2 separate regions of the Zea mays genome follow, and region 2 is linked to region 1. The links are chromatin contacts, called in public Hi-C maps. All regions are on one chromosome and are shown on one strand. The core of a region is the stretch at or near the end of the contact, and the rest is flanking DNA. Distances in the headings are between cores, read along the strand shown. Region 1 holds the start of LOC100275801. Region 2 holds the start of LOC103627492.

Region 1 (4,406 bases), core at 1,074-3,573:
GTTAAGCATTCAAAGCAATTTATATGGCAAAATAAACTATGATAGTCACCATTAGCGATACCAAAATTGAAAACTGTGACTTACGATTGGTGCAAGAAAACCACCAAACACCATTATCCCAGCTATGAGGGTGAAACATGTGGCATAGTAGACCTTTAGATTAGCTGCACTCTGTTCACATAAGGTAGAAGTTTATACCTTAGTAACAACTAGGCATCAAAGTGTCTGAGTGCTGAACGCCACACATACATACCAGAGGAGGCAAGAACGGAATAAATGATGGAAAATCAGGGAGTTCATGGTCACGCTCTTCATCTGAAATTCCGAGTTCCACATTTTTTATTCTTTGCTGTATTCTCAATCTTCGAATCTATGAACAAAGCACACGGAACTAAGGATATAAGACTTAGAAAGAGCATATGATGCATTTTCTGGCACCACTGCAACCAGAACCAACTATAACAGACAACTAAAACACTCAATCAGTTTAGAGAACGAAAGAAGCTGCACAAGGCATGCAAACATGATGGATATCTCGAGTTTTCTTTTTGTGAAAGATCTATCTCAAGTTTTCTGATAGTTCACATGGGCAGTCATCTAGTATCTGCATAACATGGATGCCCAGAACAGAGTATAACAATAGCACCCAGTTACACAAGGGAAAATTCATTCTAAGCTCGTGTCTTTTAGAAAATACCACAGAAAGAACCTGGCTGAGTAAAATACCATTGAAAGATCCAAACACTGCAGATTTAGCAATCTGTTATTCTGTTTAATTTTGGACTGGCTGCCGTTAAGTTGGACCAAAATGCCCCAGACCATCTAAACACAGAACAGAACCAGCCTTCAAAACCCAGATGATAGCTGCTATATTTAAGCACATATGCACCAATCCTGCTTCGGGGGCTATGCTCCTTGTCTCGCTGCTGAAATCTTGGCTTGGGTGCGATAAGCACAGGTGGTGCCTGGTGCTTGGATGGGAACATAGCAGGGTTGCCGTCCAGGTGTGGAACAGGGGCGAGCGTCGGCCTGGGGCAGAGAGGAGCAAAGGGGAGGTTGTGCAGCACGTGAGCATAATAGCCACATCAATTTGGAGACAGAACCTATAGGGTGTGGTTTAGCCTTGTTATGGCAATCTGGCCAATCTAGCACATGGGAATTTTCTGTCATTTCATGTATGTGTCTACTGTCTAGAGAAAATAAGCAAGGAGAATGTCCTCAAAACCAATCAATTCTAACGAAGAAATAAAATTCCACAATGTTTGTTTTTCGGCAGTTGGAATCAGGCGCTTTTGGTGATATTTTCCAAAAATGCAATCTTTCAGTGCTATAGAACAAAATTTCCCAACACAATCACGCTAAGCTTTAGTGTCTAATTCAAATTAAGTAATACACTAATACTTATGTTTTAGACAAGGGTGTGACCATTTCAGTAACCATGGATGGCAGCATGTTGTTTAATGTTATCTATTTTGACAAGCAATTTCATACATGTCAATCTTACAAAATTAATATTTAACGAAATAAGTAGCAGTATGCGACATAAGAAAACAAATTTAACAAACCTCCTCCATATGCAAGAAAATCTTGTTTCGGCGGCTCCTAATATTATCCTGAATCTCCTGCAAGTCTAGCTTTGCAAAATCTTGGACCGTCTCAGGCCCTTCAATGATGCAAAACCTGCAAAAAGCCAAGCAGGGGCCAATGTTAGCTCCGTCGAGCACAAACCAAGCCTGAATACTATCGATAAATGCAAAAGGGTACAAACAAATATTCATGGAAACTTCAAGGTCAATAGTTTGTCAGCCAGATCCAACATATTAACCTACTTTTCAAAAAGAGATCCAGCATGTCCATGTATTCTTGATGGATTGGGAAACTATGTCCGAACGAGATTCGTCGCACGGGCAATCACAAACCGACTCACTATTCACACGCAGGTAGACCAGCGGAACAACATGTTTCGCTCACGTCTTACAGTTCACCAGCAGAGCTAAAATTACCAGCTTCCTATTCCTATAGAATTTTTTACCCAGGTGACGCGGCGGTCTGGTCGTCCCCGGCCCCAAACGGCGGATTAGGCGGCGAAGACGACGACGATGGGAGGTCAGGGGAGCCGCCGGACGCCGCAGCGGAGGCCACGACGCGCCACCTCCGCGCGAGCGCTGGTGGGCGCAGGTGGTAGGCGTCGGCCCTCGGCAGCCGGAGCCGACCGGGCAAGACCCCGTTGCAGGCCAGCATGCGGCCGGAGCAGAGCATCGCCGGCGACGCTCCCAGCTAGATACTCTCTTGTAAGGGGCCGGTATGCATGCCCTGGGTTAGTACCACCTCGCCTAGCCAAGGGGGCCGTGTTGCACTTATAAGGGCGGGCCTCCCTCCTCTCTCAGCCTAGGTTTTGAGAGCGAGGTGCCTGTCTGAATAGGCTGCGCGCGAGCGCATGAACGCCCGACGCTGGTGATGGTGGGCTTTGGCGGACTGGCCCAGTGGGTGCGTTACAAATGGTATCGGAGCCCACATTGCCGCTGCTGCCTGGGAGAGCTTTGGGCCTCTTAGGGGGGTGGGATGTAAGGGGCCGGTATGCATGCCCTGGGTTAGTACCACCTCGCCTAGCCAAGGGGGCCGTGTTGCACTTATAAGGGCGGGCCTCCCTCCTCTCTCAGCCTAGGTTTTGAGAGCGAGGTGCCTGTCTGAATAGGCTGCGCGCGAGCGCATGAACGCCCGACGCTGGTGATGGTGGGCTTTGGCGGACTGGCCCAGTGGGTGCGTTACATCTCTCCTTTTTCTTCTTTTTGCCTGTGGATAGGCGAGTCGACTCCTCGACGGCGACGGATCAGACGGGAGACGGTTTGGATAATAGGTTGGATTTATCGAAGAGGGAGCAGGCGTGTTTGTGAGTTCTGAATTCCTGATCGATGGAGCACGGGAGCAGAGCGTGGAAGATGAGCGTGCCTGAAGCAAGGAGCCAAGGAGTAGTGGAGCTCGTATTTTAGAGCCCTGTTTTTTTTTTCTCCAGCAAAAATGGGATTGCGACAGGAGAAGATAAAAAATATCGGAGATTAGTGGATTCTGAATTTCTGATGACGAGGCACTTGGAGTGCCGGGCTGTTTTTTTATGCAGATGTAATTCTAACGTACACCTGTTTATCCTACATGTTTATAAATTACCATATGGAGTGCTTCTTTGTTGGAAATAAACATCTAAAAAATAGCAATATAACCGCTCTATTCAGCGTGGGAGCCTGTGCCCTCCCTCCTTTCAACGTGGGTACACTCCTTTACACAATTATATAATCAAACGATCTACTACATAACCTCTTTAATATAAAACCTAGTTTCAATTTCACATTTAATCATTTCCACCTAAAAATAGTAGTAACCGTCGGATTTATATTTAATACACCAAATTTGTACGATTACACCAACATAATTAATTGCCATGTAACTTAGATCGTGTTTATCTAAAGACCACCGAGACTATCCGCGCGTCGCAATTCGTTTATACCCCCGCTGGACAGTGGCAGGCCCAAAATTTAGAGGGTAGGTATTCAAATTTTTTTATAAGATGGTTTTTTGGAAGATTAAAACATGTCTATCGATATATATATATATATATATATATATAATTAATTATATATATATAACCTATAATTAAACACACACGCTATGGTCATAACTGATTCAATAACTAGTCTACTAAACTCAAATTTTATTAAACTATTTCAAAAGTTTTAAATCGAAATGCATTTGTTTGTTGTTGTTCGGTTACTGGCTGGCTGCTTGTTCTCTTTGGCATTTTCCAATCGCTAATGCCCCACCTACATCCCAGTACTGCAAGCAGCAAATCAGGGGAGGTCAAGGTCGGGTGGCCACATGCTAGGTGGGATTGGACATCGGCACGATAGGACCTTGCCCCCTGGTTTTCTGTCCTGACACGCGGTGACGCGCCTGACTATGGTGGATTGAAGCCTCAGACGACGGATGACAGACGATGCAACAACGAGGCCAGACACAACGCAATGACAGTTAGCGGTCAAGTCTATGTACCTAGTTGTGTTGCGGAGCCACAATGGCGCAACGGAGGTACTGGTGTCTCCATGGCATATGGGGCTGCAAGACACGACCACGACTTGGTGGCTGGCCTATCTGATGGCTCTGCCATAGTTTGACTACAATAGGGTTTGAGGATTTTTTTTTGCCGTGAGATGCTGAGGTGGGCTTTACCGTTCTATTAGACCTCATGGTCCACGGCAAACTATTAGGTTATTAGGTATGAGAAATAGGAAGGAGATATTTTGATCCAAATTAACATAATTTCTTTATTTATTTGATTTATTTTTTATCTATGCATATACACTATATATATATGTATATGTACTGAAGTTCTTTTACCAAAATAATAGGTATTC
Region 2 (4,839 bases), core at 15-2,514, 220 kb after region 1:
TTTTAATTAAACTATACCCTCCCATTTTATTCCTTTAATTTGGGGGGGGGGCATATATTCTCTTTCGCCTGCCCTTAATTCCTCCAAATTCAATATTTACGGATTTAACGATATGTACTATAAAAATCCTAATATACTTTTTTACTTGTTTCTGGTAGAATTAAGGCGGTTTGCCTTAGCAAAACTAAAATTTTCATTTTTATTGGACGTTCCGGTAATCTAGGTTGTAGGAGTGGATCGGCATGTTTGGAGGAGTAGGTCAGCGTGTTTTCGTGTTAATGTAGGTCACTGAGGGAGGCATCACGGGTTCCAGCCTAGCTCCATGAAATTTAAAGCTGAAACTATCGAGTATATTAAAAAGAATCGGCTCTCAATAACCGTGTTATAACTTTGGACTGGGCACAAATATATATAATAACTACTTTTGTTTTGTTTTAGAACTATATAGACTTATACAGTACAAGTCTCGGCGCTACACATACTCCTGCTGCCGTCAAGTTCTTTTTTTTAGAGGCATGCAGGCGGCTCGATTTTATTTTCAGCACGCATGCATTGTCTAACCCAATTATGGAGAACATTTTCGTTGGTGGGTAATCTGTTTCTGTTGAACCACCCGAGAGCGTCATGAAAGATCAAGGGAAGCAGACTGTACTGTCGGATCGCTTGAGCTGTCATTTTCTGGAGTTGCCGATGGCTTTTCTTTCTTTTTTCTTCTCTTAGGGCATGTTCCAACGAATCTTAAGCAAATTGCTTGTCTAATTTATATACTCCAGCTTTATCAGCTAGAACGAATTTGGAGGAATTCTGGATAAACGAACAGGCCCGCTCTACCACGCACCGTTGAGGCAGCACGACGGTGTGGTCCAGCATGCGATGCAACTACCACTACCAGTTCAACACCCGTCCCTCAGTGGACCTGTAGGACCTAATCCCACCCACTTTGTTTTCTTCAAAAGGCAGCGAATTCGTCGTCACGCTAATCATTTGATGTGCGACAGTTGAGACTACGCTTAAAGCGCCCATCTCCTTTTTAAAAACTAGTACGGAGTATTTTTGCATTAATTCGTCGGCACATTTTTCATACTACACGCGAGCAGGTAGCGATCGAAAGACGAAGGCACGTAGTACACGCCCCAGCACGTACAGTGGTCAGAACTAACCACGTCTAAACCACCGAGATTATTGTCATTATGGAACACGACAGAGTTGGTTTCGACGAAATGGAGGCATAGGGAAGGGCTTCGACAATTTGAAGACGCAGAGGACGGCCAAGCGCTGATATGGACATAAAAATCCCATTAGTTGTTATGGACACTAATTAATCTCCCGCCGTGAGAATAAGTCTCCTCCGCTCGGCTGCCGTCTTCAGCGCCGTCATCCCCAGGGGGCCGCGGTGCCGGACTCGGACGGCGAGATGGCCGCGGACGGCGGCGAGCCAGGAGGTGGCGGGAGCACGAGCACGCGCGCTCCTCTCCCCGATCCCGATATGTGTGCCTGGCTGCTTGCAACCTCCGTGGGATGGAGGCGGCGCGGCAGCAGCAGGAGGAGTGCCCGTGCGGCGAGGCCGAGTCCGCCGACCAGTTCGAGCGGCTCCACGACGCAGTGTTGCTCGACGTCCTCAATCGCATCGGCGACGTCAAGGCGCTCGGCCGCTGCGCCCTCATCAAAACTCAGCTTGTTCCCATGGTTTGATTTGAGGATTGGATGGAAAGCAGAGTATGTGCTTCCTGAGATTCATGGGTAAGTCTGAATCAGCACTAACGCTACTTAAATAAATTACTTATAATTATTATAAGCATTCGAGCAAAGATCCTAGTTCCTGAGAACAATTTGAACTCACGAACACTATGATCGACATATTTGCTCTACACAGGGCTGTTGGCGCAGGAGAACCAGCCTTCAGTATGAACTATAGAAAGTTGCATGCATCGATAGATCGGGTCGAGGCTATAGTTACTCAGTCAGATCGGTATTGATCTCCCAGCGCGGAAAGGCAAGGGAGTTTCTTGATCAATAACAAACACGTTGAGTAGATCCCAGGGTTACAAGAAGCATTCTGAAGCTCCGTGCCTGATGTACAGCAAATAACAAACACGACCGTGTCCAGCTCCATGTGGCGGCGCGCGATGTCGGAGAGGAGGGCGCGGGCGCGCTGCGCGAGCTCGACGCCGTCGAGGAGCGCCGGGAGGTGGAGCAGGCGGCAGGAGGTGGCGGGCCATGGAGAGAGCGCGCGCCATCTGGGAGCTACCCGCTGCGGGGCCGGCCAGGGCGTTTCTCTTCGTCGCCCACGGCTGCCGCTGCCGCCCGGAGAACTTCTGGCCGCCGTCCCCGCGCTGCCCGGGGTGCGTCGGCCTGCCAGAGGACGTCGCCATCACGGACCGCGCGCTGCGGAGGCGGTTCGCCGTGCTGGCCGTTGCGAGCGCCGGGGAGTGCTAGTCGCCGGGGAAGGAGGTCGACGTCGCCAGGCGGGTGATCCGGTCCTGGGCCGCCAAGAACGGGCTCGAAGGCCTGCCGGTAGCCGCCCTCGGCGCTTCGTCCGCGGGTACTTCGTGTCCAGGCTGGCGGCCAAGATGAGCCTCGTCGCCGTCGTGATTATGATCGCCGAGGGCGCATTCGGCAGCTCAGCTGGCGCGCTTCCGGCGGCTTACCCGTCCGCACAGCGGCGTCCTTCATTCGGACGGGTATGGAGGAGAACGCGACGGGTATGGAGGAGACCTAGCCATGGAGAACTGACGGCGACGGCGCTGGGGACGGAACCTGGTTTCAACGAGACTAATACTGCTCTGAACCTGTTAATAGAATAGTCATGTCCATTTTAGAGTGTTGGCTATGCCCAGCTTTTCTATAACGGAGAAACCCCCGCCTGAGCCTCTATTTCGTCGAAACCGCACCCGTCCTGTTTCATAATGTCAAATCTCTCCTAAACCACCGGGATGCACCGCCGAGCAAAGCTCCCCAGCCGGGAAAAAGGCGTCTCGCTCGGCTCGGCTCGCCCTCGCCGCGTGTGGGGGATCACCGAATCACGGGCCGACACCGCCGCCCTGGGCTCCTGCTACCCCCACTTTCCACGGCAGCCGCTCCCATCGCGGGAGGCGGAAAACGATGGATCGGGCGGGGGGCGGGGGCGCCCACATGCGGTGAGCGCGGATCGGATGGTCGGTGTCGCGGCGCGGTACGCCTCGTGTGGCGAGAGCGAGGGCGCCCGCGCGGGAGGGCGCAGCCTTTGTGTGAGGTCGCCGCGACCGACCGGCGTGTCGGGCCGGTGCCTGGGGGGCATGGGACGGGACGGGATTGGGATGTGATGATGCGTACGTCTGCCCGGATCGGAGTGCCGGTGCGCCGGGGCTGGCAGGCAAGCTGCTGGAACGGCATGTTCGGGTCAGAGGGCCCCGTGCTTCGAGTAGTATGGGCTTTGTGTGCTTGGAGCGGCATATTTGGATGGATCGGAGGACTGTAGCCCGTAACGACAAGGAAATGTGGCTACTTTGAATCTTTACTACTATAAATCTTTTGCGCATAAAAAGTCTACTAGTTATTACATATGTGTCGCTGATTCTAGCGAAGCTGTCGTCGCTGCGTCGTGGTCACGACTCCAATAATTCTTACTTCACTGGCCACGGAACCGGGTAAACGTAAATCTCTACCGAACGGAGGAGCTTTGATTCGCAGGCCTAGGTTAGGTCACATATCGATGTTGACCACACCTACATCTCGATCGATATATACATTATTATTATTATATTTCGATAGAGTGCGCTCGCTCCGCAACGTGTGTTCCGAAAGATTCTCGCTACCGGCTGAGTCATCTAGGGCACAGACAGCATCGCACATGCAAGGCAGATGCGCCCGCCTAGGTGTGGCCGCAGTACGTGTGCAAGTGCAGCGCACCACGGCACCGGGTCACTGTTCTCCCCGAGGCGTGGCCGCGTGGGAAGCGGCGAAGCGCTTCCTTTTTTTCCCTCCTCCATGCATGCATGCCACCGACGTATCGGTTCGTGCTTAGCGATCAGAGAGAACCATTTCAAATCCCAGGCACCCTGGACTGGAGCTGGTGCAGTGGAGATACCACCGCTGGATCGGTGGACAGTCGGGATCCACGAAAATGGAGCAGCGTCAGCGTGCAGCGATCTCCAAGTCCTGACTGAAGCTGCCCCTGAGCATGTCTATATATTGTGCAGTCACTCAGGCAGATGTTGGGCCGCCAACTCTATGGTCCATGGGCCTCGGCAACTTTTTTGTTTTAGTACAAAAAGAACCGATCCGTCAATTACTGGGAAACAGAACCGAACTGCCCCCTCCATCTTCTGCCGTCTCCCTCCCTCCGTCTTTCGTTGAGCTTCCCCTCCTGTAATTCCAGAGCCCTCAGCCCTCTAGTTCGTTCGACTTCAGTGCCTTCTTGGTGCTGGACTACTGGTTACTGGTGGAGGCAGCGTAACCGGCTGTTAACACCAGATAGCCAGAGACGCTATGGAACAGCTAAGAGCCCGTTTGGTAGCCTTCCGGCTCTGGCTTTTCTATTAAAGAAAAGAGCTCACCAAACATCATTTTTTAAAGCGGTGTACTGCCAAAAAAAAACTCCTAAAACCAGTAGTGTTGGTGTTTTGTATCTCGCTCCAAAGTAAATTTATTATACGCGTTTTGAGCTCCGGAGGGTGTGCGCGGAGGGCATAAGATTTATACTGGTTCGGACAAAATATCCCTACTTTCAGTCATCGGTGGCTTGCGCTAGCAGCACCATTGTTGATCAAACTTGTAGTAGGGGTAACAAGCAGCCGAGGGAGGGAAGAGAGGCTCTCGTATCTCTTATCGGGGTGGAAGTGGAGCTTATAAGCTACAAGG

Evidence for each region. A called contact is a pair of places that touch in the nucleus more often than the background predicts.
Region 2: a contact with region 1 is called in a Hi-C map of tassel, with 2.0 times the contacts expected there. The contact joins the promoter of LOC103627492 here to the promoter of LOC100275801 in region 1. A contact is called at or near these places in 3 of 25 Hi-C or Micro-C datasets (bundle sheath, ear and tassel).

The regions. Positions count from the first base shown.
Region 1 is chr5:194,846,000-194,850,405 of Zm-B73-REFERENCE-NAM-5.0, forward strand. It overlaps LOC100275801, which reads right to left and starts at 2,324. Exons shown (of 8, transcript NM_001357051.1): 1 at 2,033-2,324; 2 at 1,566-1,680; 3 at 254-370; 4 at 85-171. The coding sequence starts at 2,259.
Region 2 is chr5:195,070,845-195,075,683 of Zm-B73-REFERENCE-NAM-5.0, forward strand. LOC103627492 reads left to right here and starts at 1,265. Exons shown (of 2, transcript XM_008647783.3): 1 at 1,265-1,740; 2 at 1,874-2,225. The coding sequence starts at 1,415. The coding sequence ends at 1,976.